Regions from separate parts of the Danio rerio genome. Here region 1 is linked to region 2. The links are chromatin contacts, called in public Micro-C maps. All regions are on one chromosome and are shown on one strand. Each heading gives the region's core, a stretch centred on a gene start, on an enhancer-like site or on the middle of the called end of the contact. The rest is flanking DNA. Distances are from core to core; before and after follow the strand shown. Region 1 holds the start of fgfrl1a (fibroblast growth factor receptor like 1a). Region 2 holds the start of rnf212 (ring finger protein 212).

Evidence for each region. Hi-C and Micro-C count contacts between places; a contact is called where the count stands out from the background.
Region 1: a Micro-C map of caudal fin shows a contact between it and region 2, with 11 times the contacts expected there. The contact joins the promoter of fgfrl1a here to the promoter of rnf212 in region 2. A contact is called at or near these places in 6 of 18 Hi-C or Micro-C datasets (caudal fin, embryo, fibroblasts and 2 more) and 2 of 4 datasets of contacts at active chromatin or transcription factors (caudal fin and embryo).

What each region holds. Positions count from the first base shown.
Region 1 is chr14:19,931,144-19,937,993 of GRCz12tu, forward strand. It overlaps fgfrl1a (fibroblast growth factor receptor like 1a), which reads right to left and starts at 1,573. Exons shown (of 7, transcript NM_200376.1): 1 at 1,513-1,573; 2 at 893-989. The coding sequence starts at 956. It overlaps rnf4 (ring finger protein 4), which reads right to left. Exons shown (of 8, transcript NM_001386248.1): 8 at 5,581-6,362. The coding sequence ends at 6,213.
Region 2 is chr14:19,773,414-19,780,103 of GRCz12tu, forward strand. rnf212 (ring finger protein 212) reads left to right here and starts at 1,925. Exons shown (of 13, transcript NM_001423279.1): 1 at 1,925-2,183; 2 at 2,427-2,543; 3 at 3,082-3,143; 4 at 3,218-3,283; 5 at 3,373-3,429; 6 at 4,662-4,720; 7 at 4,804-4,863. The coding sequence starts at 2,435.

The sequences.
Region 1 (6,850 bases), core at 323-2,822, 160 kb after region 2:
CTCCTAAAAAAAAATCTAATTGACATACAAAACCATTTCTCTCACGCATCAGGGGGTTTGATTTATTTTTTTTAAAGCACATACAATTACTAAAATACTTTGCTACATGAAAAGATTAATAAGTAATATGATCAACTTATTTATTATATTACATATTATTTATATTCGTATATATTACGACTTTTTAACACAAATCTTGTGCTAACCGTTATCAAGGTACACCACAGTTTGGAAAAGTTGAGGTTTTTAAACTGCCAAAATTTTCTGCTACACCGTTACTATGGTACATGTAGGGTGTTTTTTTAAGTTTTGTTTTAAGTTTTTTTAAAAAGCAGTATCTCCAGCAGAGAAGACATTCAAAGATGCTGTTTTAAATTGTCATGAAATCTGTGTTTTTTCTAAACTAATGAAGACAGCAGAAGTCAATGATTCATTTGAATTATTTAGCCTGACATGGTTACTGTCCCAAAATATTGTAAAAGTTTCTTCAAATAAAATGCATTGTGTTCAAAGGTGGAAAGTGTTTTAGTTTTTTACCACAATACCATGAAACAGTGAATCTGTGATATTTTTATCCAAGTTTATCATACCATCAGTATCTTATACCAGCCCATGCCACATATTGATCATGTTGTGATAGCTGTTTTAACATTAAGATAAGATTGAATTGCCCCTTGTTACAGTTCTGAAATAGTTTGATAACAAGCAGAAAATGTTCAGGGGCCAATGTCATGACCACATTGAAATGGTCTATAAGCGTACAGAAAAGATACTTTCATAACATCAATATGTGTGACAAATTTACATTCAAAATGTTTATTATTACCTTAGAACTCATTAGAGATTTCTTTACATGGATTTTCAACATTTTCACAAACATATTTGTACTCACCTCTAGCACAGTCTGTGATGAAAATAATGTCAAAAATGAAGAAAACTATCCAAAGAAGTTCCATGATGTCCCTATTAAAGCTCTCTGGTTCTTCAATCTATGAAAAATAGGACGAAATCTGTTGGTGGCTGAATTACTAAGGCGATGACACCTTTTTAAGCATGCATAACACTGAATCACAAACAATTGAGGTAAAGTTGGTCTTCTATTCTCACATTCAGACATTCTCCTTAATAATATTATTTCAAAAAAGTATTCTTTGTGCATTCTCAATAGTGAAATCATATTAGCAGCCAATGACTATCCAAGTACAACCTTGTTCACAATTAAATCGTGCTAATGTTGGTTTGAAGTAGAACTTGCATGCTAATTCAGACCGAAAATTCAAAGTTAACAATATAGGGACTGTTAAATGAACGAATGTCTAAATATAAAACTAACTTTACCTTAGTAACAAAACTTGGGTTGTTTAATAAAGCATTGTCTCTATTAAATCAAACAGCACAACTAGAAGCTGGAAATTATTCCAAATAATTAAATAAATAAAAAAGCAGTTGCAAGTAGGTAAAAGTTACATTTCGCGTAAAAATATCATTTAAAGCCAAACATCTAAGACTTACCAACAATTGAAAGTATGATCAGAAATCTGTTCCTCGCAGCTAGTAGGTAAAATATCATGCTTAAGGTTACATCCTCTTAAAACACTCCAGACATTTCATATAGACTGGAGGCTACATCCGAAATCCACATGCTCGCAACCCTGGATCCAGCTCTTTCAATCTGTTTAATTATCACGCGCGACTGTATTCCTGGACGCTCTGACGTCATGTATTTTCGCGCGACACTTTTTAATACACGCGCTGATTGCCGTAAACTTCTGTAGATGACAGACAGCCGCCGCGCGCGCCCTGTTGCGCACGCACTTCAATTCAAGGCGAATTTATGTTCATGTATTCTTCAGGTAGCAAATAACACGCATGGTGAAATTGCGAACAGCACCTAAATATGTATCAAACGGTGTTTGAATTACCGTTAACCAAATGTTTCGCCGTCCAGACACACACATACACACGCGCACACACATACACACCGAGTGGAGTGTGAGACGGTCCAGCCCTACGGCCAACTTTTGACCAATCACAGCGAGCCTCTTCACTCTCAGTTTAACTCTTTCACAATGAATAAATAATAATAAATCGTAGACAAATAAAAAAAATGCCTTCAAAATGCCAATTTTCATCATTAAATATATTTCATAAAATATTTTAATATAAATAAACCCTGTTAACTGTCTGATTACCATGACAAACAACAACCATAACGAGTAGAATAATGCACAATTGGCTTTTTTCGGCACAGCGGCCAACATCCGCAAACAATAACAAACAATAACACGTGGAAACTTGAGTAAAATGCAAGAGACAGCTGGAATAACATCACGTATATGAAAATGCTGGCTTAATCAAGAGATCAAATTTGCAAGTGTTATTCTTATGTGACTTTTTTAATAATAAAATTTCGTTGTATTAATGCAAATGCATAAGTCCAGACAGTATTAACGTTTGTATTTAAATGTTGTACAGAATTGTACATTACATTCACACAAATATAAACATGTATGGCATCATAAGACAAAATTATCTGCACCCAAAAAGCTACATAGCCATTACAAACCACACAGCTCCTTAGAGCTCATTGCTGCCCTCCACTGGCGAAGAATCAACGCTGAAAACCAGATGGTAATCATCATATATTAGTAATAACTAACATGTGATCACCTGCTGCCATCTTGTGTCGGACAGCAACATTGACAAAAAAAAGGGTTTCAAGAATAGTGGTGGTCAGGGCTGGACAAAAACACATTGAAATGTATTTTAAAATAAAATACCAATAAGTTTGAGTGTATCAAAATAAACTACAAAATACAGCAGTAACAAAATGTATCAAAATAAAATTGTATCAAATTTTCCTTGATCTGTTAAACATCATACACACACACACACACACACACACACACACACATTTGTTTTGTTAAAAGTGGGGACATTACATAGGTTTCCATTCATTTTGTACTGTCCAAAACGTATATTGTATTGCCCTGACCAAACCCGACCCCTAAACCCAATCATCACAGGAGACTGTGTGCAGCTTTACTCTCTGATTAAACTCATTCTGCAGGATTTATAAGCATTTTGAGAAATGAGGACGTCACCAATGTCCTCTTATTTCACCTCCGTTTTGTAATACCTGTGTCATACCCATGTCATTATACAGTGTCCTGATATGTCACAAAAACACATACACACACACACACACACACACACACACACACACACACACACACACACACACACACACACACACATACACACACACATACTGTATATATCCTGTTCCTGCGTTATAACCTGTCAGTTTTTATGGTTCGAACCAGCAACTTTCTTGCTGTGAGGCGACAGCACTACCTACTGCGCCACTGCATCGCCCTTGTATCAAAATTACATAGGCCTACTTAAAAAAGCCAAAGACAACAAATAGTTTTACTATTTTATTATTTATTTAAGTAATTTCTTTTGTCTTTGCCATGTTGACTGGATGTTTTTATGTAGTAGTGTTCAACTTAGTGAAATTTCAGCAGGGTTTCTGCAGGTTTCATCAAGTTAAATTTAAGACTTTTATTATGAATGAAATTGTAGACTCATACAGGGCTAAACGCTTTTAGCTTTTTCAAATGGCACAGATGGAAAAGATTTTTATTTGCTCTATCAGAAAAATCATTACAATTTCCTATTCAGGATCAATCATGCACGTTTTTTGGGAATGCAAAAAGCTTTTTTTTTTTTTCTGGAAAGCAGTACAGGACTTTACAGCAAAGCTTTGCAAGTTCCATTGGACAACACACCAACACTATACCTCTGTGGTACAGAACTGAAAAAGACACTTGATCCTACTTCTATAAAGAGACTCGGCATCAACTATCTAGCAAAAATGCATTTTGCTCAACTGGAACCAACAAAGACCTCCAACATTTGAACTGTTCATGCAACTCTTGAATGAAACAATGCTCTTGGAACAATATACATACTACTTATAAAACAAAGGGGATGCCTTTCAAAAAAATATGGATCATGACTCTAATGATCCCCTGACTCTATGAAAACATCTGATGTATTTTTATAATAAGTGTGACCTTAATCTCAGCATAACTTTGTGTATTATGATTTTTGTATTTTGTTTGTATGTTTATTTATTTATTTATTATTTTTTAATTTATTTATTGTTTTTTTCTCTTTGCCTTTTGCTGCTATACTTGTCTACTGATACATTTGTCTTGCCCATTTTTGTTTGTTTATGTTCATTAAAACCAATAAACAAAAAATAAATAAATAAATGTAATACATTTAATGATACAATAATAAATTAATAAAAAAATAATAAATTTTAGATATTTCTTAGCAAAATATTTTAAATATTGTGTTAAAAAAAAGCCAGCTCTAGTCATAAACATACACTTTTTTTCAACTTAGCCTTGCTTTAAAAATAAATAGTGACAACTGTTTTAAAAGATTTAAAATCTATAATAAACAAACAAAAAAAAGTATAAAAAACAAAATAAAATGTAAGTTTTAATGAGATTAATTGTTGGTAATTATATGCATGTTGGCCAGATTGGAAAGCTAAACTTGAACAAAGGAAAATTAAGACCTACAACACAAAATTTAAGTAAATGTAAGACTTAAGGCCTAAAATTCACTATATTTCAGTTGAGATTTAAGACATTTTAAAAACCTGCGGACACCCTAATTATTATTATTATTACTATTAAAATACTTAACTAGATTATTTACTACGTTAGCATAATCAGGCAAGTTACTACATAACTGTGATTTGTTCTGTAGACAGAAAAAAAAATAGTATTTCTAAAGGGGGTTAATAATATTGACCCAAAAACTGTATATATAAAAAAATAAATAAATAAAAAATAAATAAAAACCTTATATGAAATGCTCCTTGTGAAATATTTGAAAAAAAAAAAAAATCTAAAAAAGTTTAATTGGAGGGCTAACTATTTTGACGGACACACACACACACACACACACACACACACACACACACACACACACACACACACACACACACACACACACACACACACACACACACACACACACACACACACACACACACACACACACACACACACACACACACACATTTTCTGTATTAATAAACACTGACACAACACTTGATTTTGGTACAATAAAATTGAGAAAAACTATTTTCAGTTTTATTTCACAATTTTCCATCTTTCAGACAGAGGTCCTGACTTTCTGTGGTCATTAAATATTCCATGGCACTTCCCTAGCAGGGTAGTGGTGTAACCCCGGTGTCCTGCCCAAATTCTCTCCATCGGTCCTCATCTATCCTGACCTCCCAATCATCCCCATCTACCGAATTGGCTCTATAACTGTCTCTCCACTCTACCTAGAACTTAACTGGTGTGTGGTGAACCCACTGGCACCATTATCCTGTGGCTGCCATCGCATCATCCAAGTGGATGCAGCACACTGGTGGTGGTGTGGAGAGACCCCCCCTTAATGATTGTGAAGCGCTTTGGGTGTACGGCCATTTCATTAAAACCTGCTCAAATTAAGAAGCTTTTAAAAGTCTCATAGAACAAAGCAAGCTATCGGTGATCAAAATGTTTATTGAAATAAATGGTATGTTCTTCGAATTACTAACACCTCTTAACTTACAGGTCATTTATACAACAAAGTATATACAAATATTAACATGTACAGTTGACAAACAAACCTTTTTCGCTTCGTCACCGTTAACCAACGAGTGAAGAATCATTTACCTTCAGATCGATTGATCAGGTTTAAGTGAAGCTCCCCAATCTATCACTAAAAAGCTCGCTATTACACTAGACAAGAATACAGACCTTCACAGCAGAATGCTATTTTGTTCTCAACATAAACTCATATTTTTATAGATGTATTATGATGGTTGTCACTCAATTTTTAATCCAACTGGAACCTAACCTAAACCATTTCATTCAATACCGCGAACTGGGCAATTGAGAAAAAAAAAATAAAACGCAGCAGCCAAAACTTCAAACCCAGACTACTCCACGTCAATATATATTGCCAATAATTCATTACAGTGTTTTCACAATTTGAGAGTAGTTCATTCTGTATCAAGTGCCTTTTTATTTCTAACAAGTGTAAACATGAAACAGCCAGCGAGAACATGAAGTTGTTTCATACCGCAGAACTTTCGAGAAGCATTCAGCTGAAATGAGCTGCTGGTCTTGTCGTTAGATATATATAGGGTGATACTGTTTATGTGTGAGTTTCTTTCTACATGTAGGGCAGCTGTGAGCTCTGCTGAGAGAGTCGCGGATGCACTGACTGCAGAACAGGTGACCGCATTTCGTGGAGACCATGAGCCTACCACTGTCCATGATCTGAAAATACAGATGAGAGAAGGTTAGAGAGGCATGGTCTACAATTTTATTGGATTAACTCGCTTTTTGAAGCATAAAATGAACAACCAAGAACAATAGCATTTTCTTAAGTGTTGTTAATAAAAATTTGTGGATGCACAACGGTTGTGTTCAAAATCACATACACAAAAACATTGTGAACTGACTAGCATGTCCGAATTCACAATATTCAAAAAACAGTATGCGAAGTAGTTCGTGGATGACTTACTACTTCTGGCGAGATTCTGAATTGCGCATTAGATCAAGCGTATCTGTCTGCGGACTGAAGGATGGGGGCGTAACATGAAGGGGTGTAACTTGTGGTAAGTTAGAGAGACCTAACTTGCAGTAATTGAGATTCCATTGAAGCAAGCAAGAAGTCGCAACGAGATGTTGTTGGCAAGATGGCGGAAATGCTTATGAAAACATTTGATGAAAATGTTCTGAGTTCTCCACATTTATCCACAACT
Region 2 (6,690 bases), core at 675-3,174:
TCAGTGAAGATCACTGATTTTTAAAGAAATAAGAGCTTAAACGTGGCAATTTTGAATTTAAAGACAGTTCCCCGTAAGCGCTGGCTGGATAGAAGAGGCTGGCTGGCTAAAATTAAAAGTCCATGTGCATACAGTATACCCCATTCAGGATTACCCAAAATTATTTTATTTTTTTCTTTAAAGAAATTGTATTATATTTAATTTTCATTTATCTCTTTATTTAACATGTTCTAATGTTTTTCTTACTCATGACCATAGCACGCATATAAAGTTTCAACAAGCTGATGTTGATGATGAACTTTAAATATTTGTAACAATTGCTGATTAATTTGATCTGCTAAATTTCTGAAAATGCAGGTTTAAGTAGGGCTTGGTGATACGGCAAAAAAGCTACCTCAATAATTATTTTTTCATATTGAACAATAACAATATTTTTTTTAATATAAGTTGTTAATGATTTATAAGAGTACACAAACAATAGCTTTACATGTTTACATCCAAAAATGCAAATTAACTTTCTGCGTAAAACTGGATTATCGTATAAAAGACATGCGAATAAAGCAGTGTTTCTATCCAACGAGTCAAAGAGAACAAAATCGTCACTTCCTGATTACCTGGTGCCAAATATCATCAGTAAAAACGGAATTTGCTGCGGTAGGAGAAGCTGCAAGAATCTTTTTTTCATTTAATAAATGACTTGCACCGCAGAAGGCAATGCTACATGCAGTGGCGTTTGAAGGCGTAAGACGCGGAGTACAGATGCTCTTGATTCTGGAGTTCATTAATAATATAATAAAACTATTACTGAAATGGTTGCGGCGTTTTAGAATGACCAAAACATTATTTCAGATGTTTTATAATGTGCTCGGCCTGCTGGTTTGTCCATTTGCACACATTTTTATCATCACTTTTAACAAAATCACATGACCTTTTTTAATGAGCATAATGGAATTTGTACATAAAAATGTTTCCATCGCAGTTTTTTACACATCTTTACTTATCGATAAAAAGTTTATCCTACTCAGATATGTGCATATGTTGTTGTTTTTTTGCACATTTTTAGAATTTATGTGCATCTTGCCAATTCCATCAATCGTTTTTTTGAGTGCATATCCAAAATATGCACACAAGAGGCCACACAATTCAGAGGGTTCATTAATGGCATAACATTTTCGGCCGATAAATTTTCGGTTGCCGAAAATTCGTTAGGCTACATCTATAATATAAACACACTTTTAGATTCTCATTGTTGCAAATTTCTGCTGTGTGATTGGCTCTTAGATTAATATTGAGTAAAAAAGGTCCAGAGCTTATCATTGTTATTTAAATAAACTTCATCACGATTCAATATAATATCATTTATCGGCCCAGCCCTTTGTTTAGGTACTACAAAACATAAAAAATATATGCATTTCGTTATGACACAAGCTCATGTCTTAATTACATGTAGGCCTTTGACAGATACTTTTATCCTAAACAATTGCATGTGTCAGTGACATATATCTAGTTGTTTGTTAATTTTACTGGAAATAATTAATTTTAATGTTGCTAGTACTGTTTTATTCATTTGAACTGAACATCACTTCACTTTAAAATTATAAATTGTTAAAATAAAATGTTTTTTTTTAATTGCATTTATTTGTTAAATACGTTTTAAAATATCTTTTTTAAATAATTAAAAAACATTTTATTGATATTCTTGTTATATTATAATTAATACTTTAATTAAATATTTTAGTAGTAATTTTAAGAATGTGTGAGAATTATCTATAATTAAACTAACGTTATCCATGCCAAATGTTTACTTTTCATATCTGACTTATTTAGTTGTATTCTCATAATCAAATGTGGTTTATATTGAATTCTATGTAATTTGACCCACACCCTAAAAGGGTTAATTACAACGTCACTGCTATAGTAAAAGTGCTACCACCATCAGAAAAAAATCTAAAACGTATTAACAAAAAACTGTAGTAAAGTTAATAATATGTATTAAGTTCAAGAGCCTTAGTGTGTAGGCGGAAACGGTCGCTGACTGTCGTAAGTTAGCGCGATTTTACCACGATGACGTTACCGTTCCAAAATCTGCTATTTTGTTAGCTATTTTTGCTATACCTAGCAAGCCTACAGTTTAGTTCGTACACTACTGATATCAGTTAAGACATCAATAAAAGAGGATACAGGTATGTAACTTAGTGACCACGACAACGTTTGTACACACCTTAGAGTAAAATTTAAAGTAAAAGATTATTTGTATAGTTAACGTTAGCTCAGAAGTTAGGAACCTAACTGTTAACGTTAGATATAAGTTAATTGGAGGAGCAACAGATTTTATGTATGGCTTGTTATTGGCTGTTACATGAAATGACGAAGGCAGTTAACTCACTTATGGAAGTTTTAGCAAACAAGTTATTTTACTCGCACAGAATTAATAATGTCTCACTGGATCTGCTGTAACGCGTGTTTCACATCATCCGGCCCTGAGCGTCAGATGGCGGTCACGAGCTGCGGCCACATCATCTGCAATGTGTGCTTTCAAAGAGGTAAAACACCCTCAACACAAAAGCGTTCAGGTTGTTTTATTCAGAGGACATAGTGTTTTTACAAATAACGTTAGGTGTTTAACGTTAATGCTTTGTCTAATTGACTAACGTAACCTATTTTCATTGACGATATCCCACATAAGAAATATAACTTACTATAGTAATGTATAGTAAACACATAGTGTTTTTGAACCATACTATAGTAAAGTATAGCATACTGTATAATAGTTACTTTTTCTTAACGAACCACTCAACATGGGATTAACTGATTAAATAATAAATACTATATTTTAGCATACCTTTATACTACTGCAGTAAACTGTGATGTATTGTAGTACAATATACACTGTAGTTTTAGAAACAGTATATTGAGTCATTTGGTATTATTTTGCTATGGTTGTATTACCACTGCAACTCTAGAATTACCAAGTATTTTACTATAGTGTGGCTCAAAGAAAGTAAATATGTGGATATATTGACCTCTGCTGGAGATTCTGCAGTTTTACAGGGGAAATTCTGTCTTTGTTTCCCACATCAGGAAAGCAAAATTTGTGTCTCATTTGCAAAGCAAAATGTCAGATCTCTCCCCTTTCTGATAAAGTAAGACACCAAACTTTTTGTCATGGAGATTACTATTAACAAACTATGCACTAATCTGGTTATTGCTCTTACAGAGCTGCTCAGACGTTTTCTCAGATATCAGTTCAGTTGCTGTAAAGTACTTCTCAGAGATAAGCAAGGTAATCCTGTGCTTAGTTGAATAGAGCTCAGCTATGTTAATCAGGCATGCACTCATGACATAAACATTTCTGTTATTTATGCTTTTCAGGTCTTACAATTCCAGGGCAAACACCAGAAAAGATTGCTGGCCTACTATCAGCAGACGGTGAGATCATCTGACCTTAATGTGAACATTACTGATGGTTTGGTGACACGCTACATTAGTTATGAAAAAAGAAATATATTTTAGTTTTTTATTTGTTTAGAGTAGTGTAAACTTGTTAGAAGCATTTTGAAGGTGATTATAAATTGATGTGACGATTAGAATGACTCGTAACTGCACAGATTTGGAAATTTCATATTATAGATTTTTTTAAACGTTATCTTTGCTTATTTTAACATGATTTTCAGTCAAAAATATTTCTAAAACAAAATTCCAGAAACGTCTTTTAAAGTTTTTTTTTCTACTGAGTGTGGAATTTTTCTTTTTAGGTTTATAATTTTAAACCTACTCGAATCTAGGATCTGGATTTAAAATTTTATTTCATGTTTTTTTATTTGAGCTAACATAAACTAACAATAGATTTTTTTTTATATTAAAAGGATTACTAAAACTGTAACTGTAGATACTTGTAATTAAAGAGATAGTTTACCCAAAACTGAAAATTCTGTCATCATTTACTCACCCTTTACTTGTTTTAAACCAGTTTGAGATTTGCTTTCCCTGTTAAACATAAAAGAAAATATTTTGAAGAATTGACTTCCATAGCATTTGTTTTTCCTTCCAGCCATGTCAATCATGTTAATGGTTCCAAGATTCCTCAAAACACTTATTTTGTGTTACACAGAACAAACGAACAAAACAAATTGGAACAAGGGTGAGTAAATGATGACAGTATTTTCAGTTTTGGGTGAACTATCTCTTAAATGCATTGATTTGCGTTTAGAGACCTTATTGGATAACAAAGGGCTAGGCGATTAATTAAAATCAACATTTAGAACCTATAATTGGTCTAATTTTTCCAGGTCATTTTTTTCAATTACTTACCCTACCGCGAGTGGAGTCACATGACCCCTCGGGTATCCAACACAGTCTTCATGTAAATGCATACTTTTGTAAATACATTACATGTGTGCATATTTTTTGTACAAAACTTATCAGTGAACACATAAAATAATCATTCATCAACTGTAATCAAGGTAAAATGTTCAATTAATCAAGATTTAGATTTTAGGCAAAATCGCCCAGCCCTAGGATAGCATTATTCATATTTTCATATGTGAATGCAATGTGGAGACAAGTGGATGCAAAGATCGATTATTTTTTTAATAACGTGCACAAGGTAAGATTCTTGTTTACCAAGTCAAATTAATGTCCTACAACACTCCTGAGCACAGATTGAGAGAATGAAGGAAGAAGGACTGAAAATGCAACAAGAGATGCAGATGATGTCTAAGTAAGTATAAGTATTTCAGTAATACAGCCACTCATTTTGTTTGTCTTATTTGTTGTTGTTTTATTTATGTATTTTTTTTACAGGAAAATAGCGGAACAGAATGCCTACATATCAAAGCTGGAGACAACTGTTCAAAATCAAAGGTATTTCAATATGCATTTCTGAATAGATTGAATATAAGAAAATCACCTTTTAGATTTATTTGATATAATCCTTGTAATAAGTTGCACAAGTATATTTCAAGTAAATTTTATCTTATATCTTAAATCTTATATCAAGTACAGTGAGCTTGTCAATATCATTTAACATTGACTTAAGGTTTAACCTAACACCTAAATAAATTAAGTAAAATGTAATTAATTATCTTTTAATATTTATTTCGATTTTTTTTTGTTTTTGTTTTTTTTTAGCAAAAGGAACATTGCTTTTATCAAATTATGTCAATATTATTAGTTAAATGTTATTTTAGATTTCCGTGATACTTACACTTCAATTGTTTTATATATTTGTAATAAATGCATGTCACGTTTTAGTCAGCATTCCTGGCTATCCCAACAAGTCAATACTTTTCTATTAAAATGTACTTGATTTATTTGCAGTGAATAGAAAACATTTAAACAATACAAGTAAATGAATACTAATATTCAATCTTTTCTATCCAGTTCAACTATTACATGAAGTAAATCTGTAAATATTTAATATTTTACTAAGTTATAATTAATATTTTACTAGTTATAGTTCAGCGTGACATGTAATATTACATTTAATAGTAGAAAAATTATGACAGGAAATTTCTTAGATTTTACCAAACCAAGTAATTTTTTTTTTCAGTGTACAGGGCTTGCAACCAGCATTCAAACACTCTGAAAAAAGATTTCGGTAACATTGAACCCCAGAAGAAATACCTTTATTTATGTTTAGGATTTGTGGCATTATTGGTCAAGAAAACTTTCGTATAAAAAAATTAATATTTTCATATCATATTTTTTTACATTCATATAAATATCAAAATTTCATTCATTCATTTTTATTCATTTTTATTTAGCTTAGTCTCTATTTCAAAGGTTGCCACAGCGGAATGAACGACAACTATTTCAGCATGTTTTAAGCAGCGGACGCTTTTCCAGCCGCAACCCAGTATTGGGAAGCACCCATACACACTGATTCACACACACTCATACACTACGGACAATTTAGCTAACCCAATTCACCTATACCATATGTCTTTGGACTGTGGAGGTAACCGGAGCACCCGGAGAAAACCCATGCAAATAGGGCAAGAACATGCAAACTCCACATAGAAATGCTAACTGGTCCGGGACTTGAACCAGCAACTTTCTTGCTGTGAGGTGACAGTGCTAACCACTGAGCCACCATGCCGCATACCAGTACATTTTCTTTTATATTAAAAAAAAATCAACATTAAGAAGATGCAGCTTTGGCTGCAGATTCAGTCTTAAGTGGATAGTGTGTGGATCCCGCTCTGCACATCTGTCCAGTTCAGTCTTCTCTGTTCTTCTTGGCAGAACTGCTCAATCTTAGTCAGTTAGCATGGAGATGTCAATGTCAAGTCAACCAGTGAATTCTCAGTTGGCCTGAGATCTGCATTTGGCATTCGGCCATTCCTCTGTAGCTCTAGGATCATTTTTTACTGGAAAACAAACGTTCACCCCAAAACCGCAGGTGTCTTGAAAACTATGTCAGGTTTTTATTTTGACATATGTTACTATCTTTTCAGGGCCTGGGCAGTTTTTGGAAAAAAACGTTTTTATTTTTTTTTAACTGATAATAATACAAAATAAATGTATTTGAGCACTACATGATCATCATAGAATCATATCTGAAGTGTCACATGACACTAAAGACTGGAATAATGACTACAGAAAATACATTAGATACAAAAAATAAAGAAACATTAGCCAAGTCAAGCAAAACATACTTTTCATATTTACTGTAAATGTGGCATACAC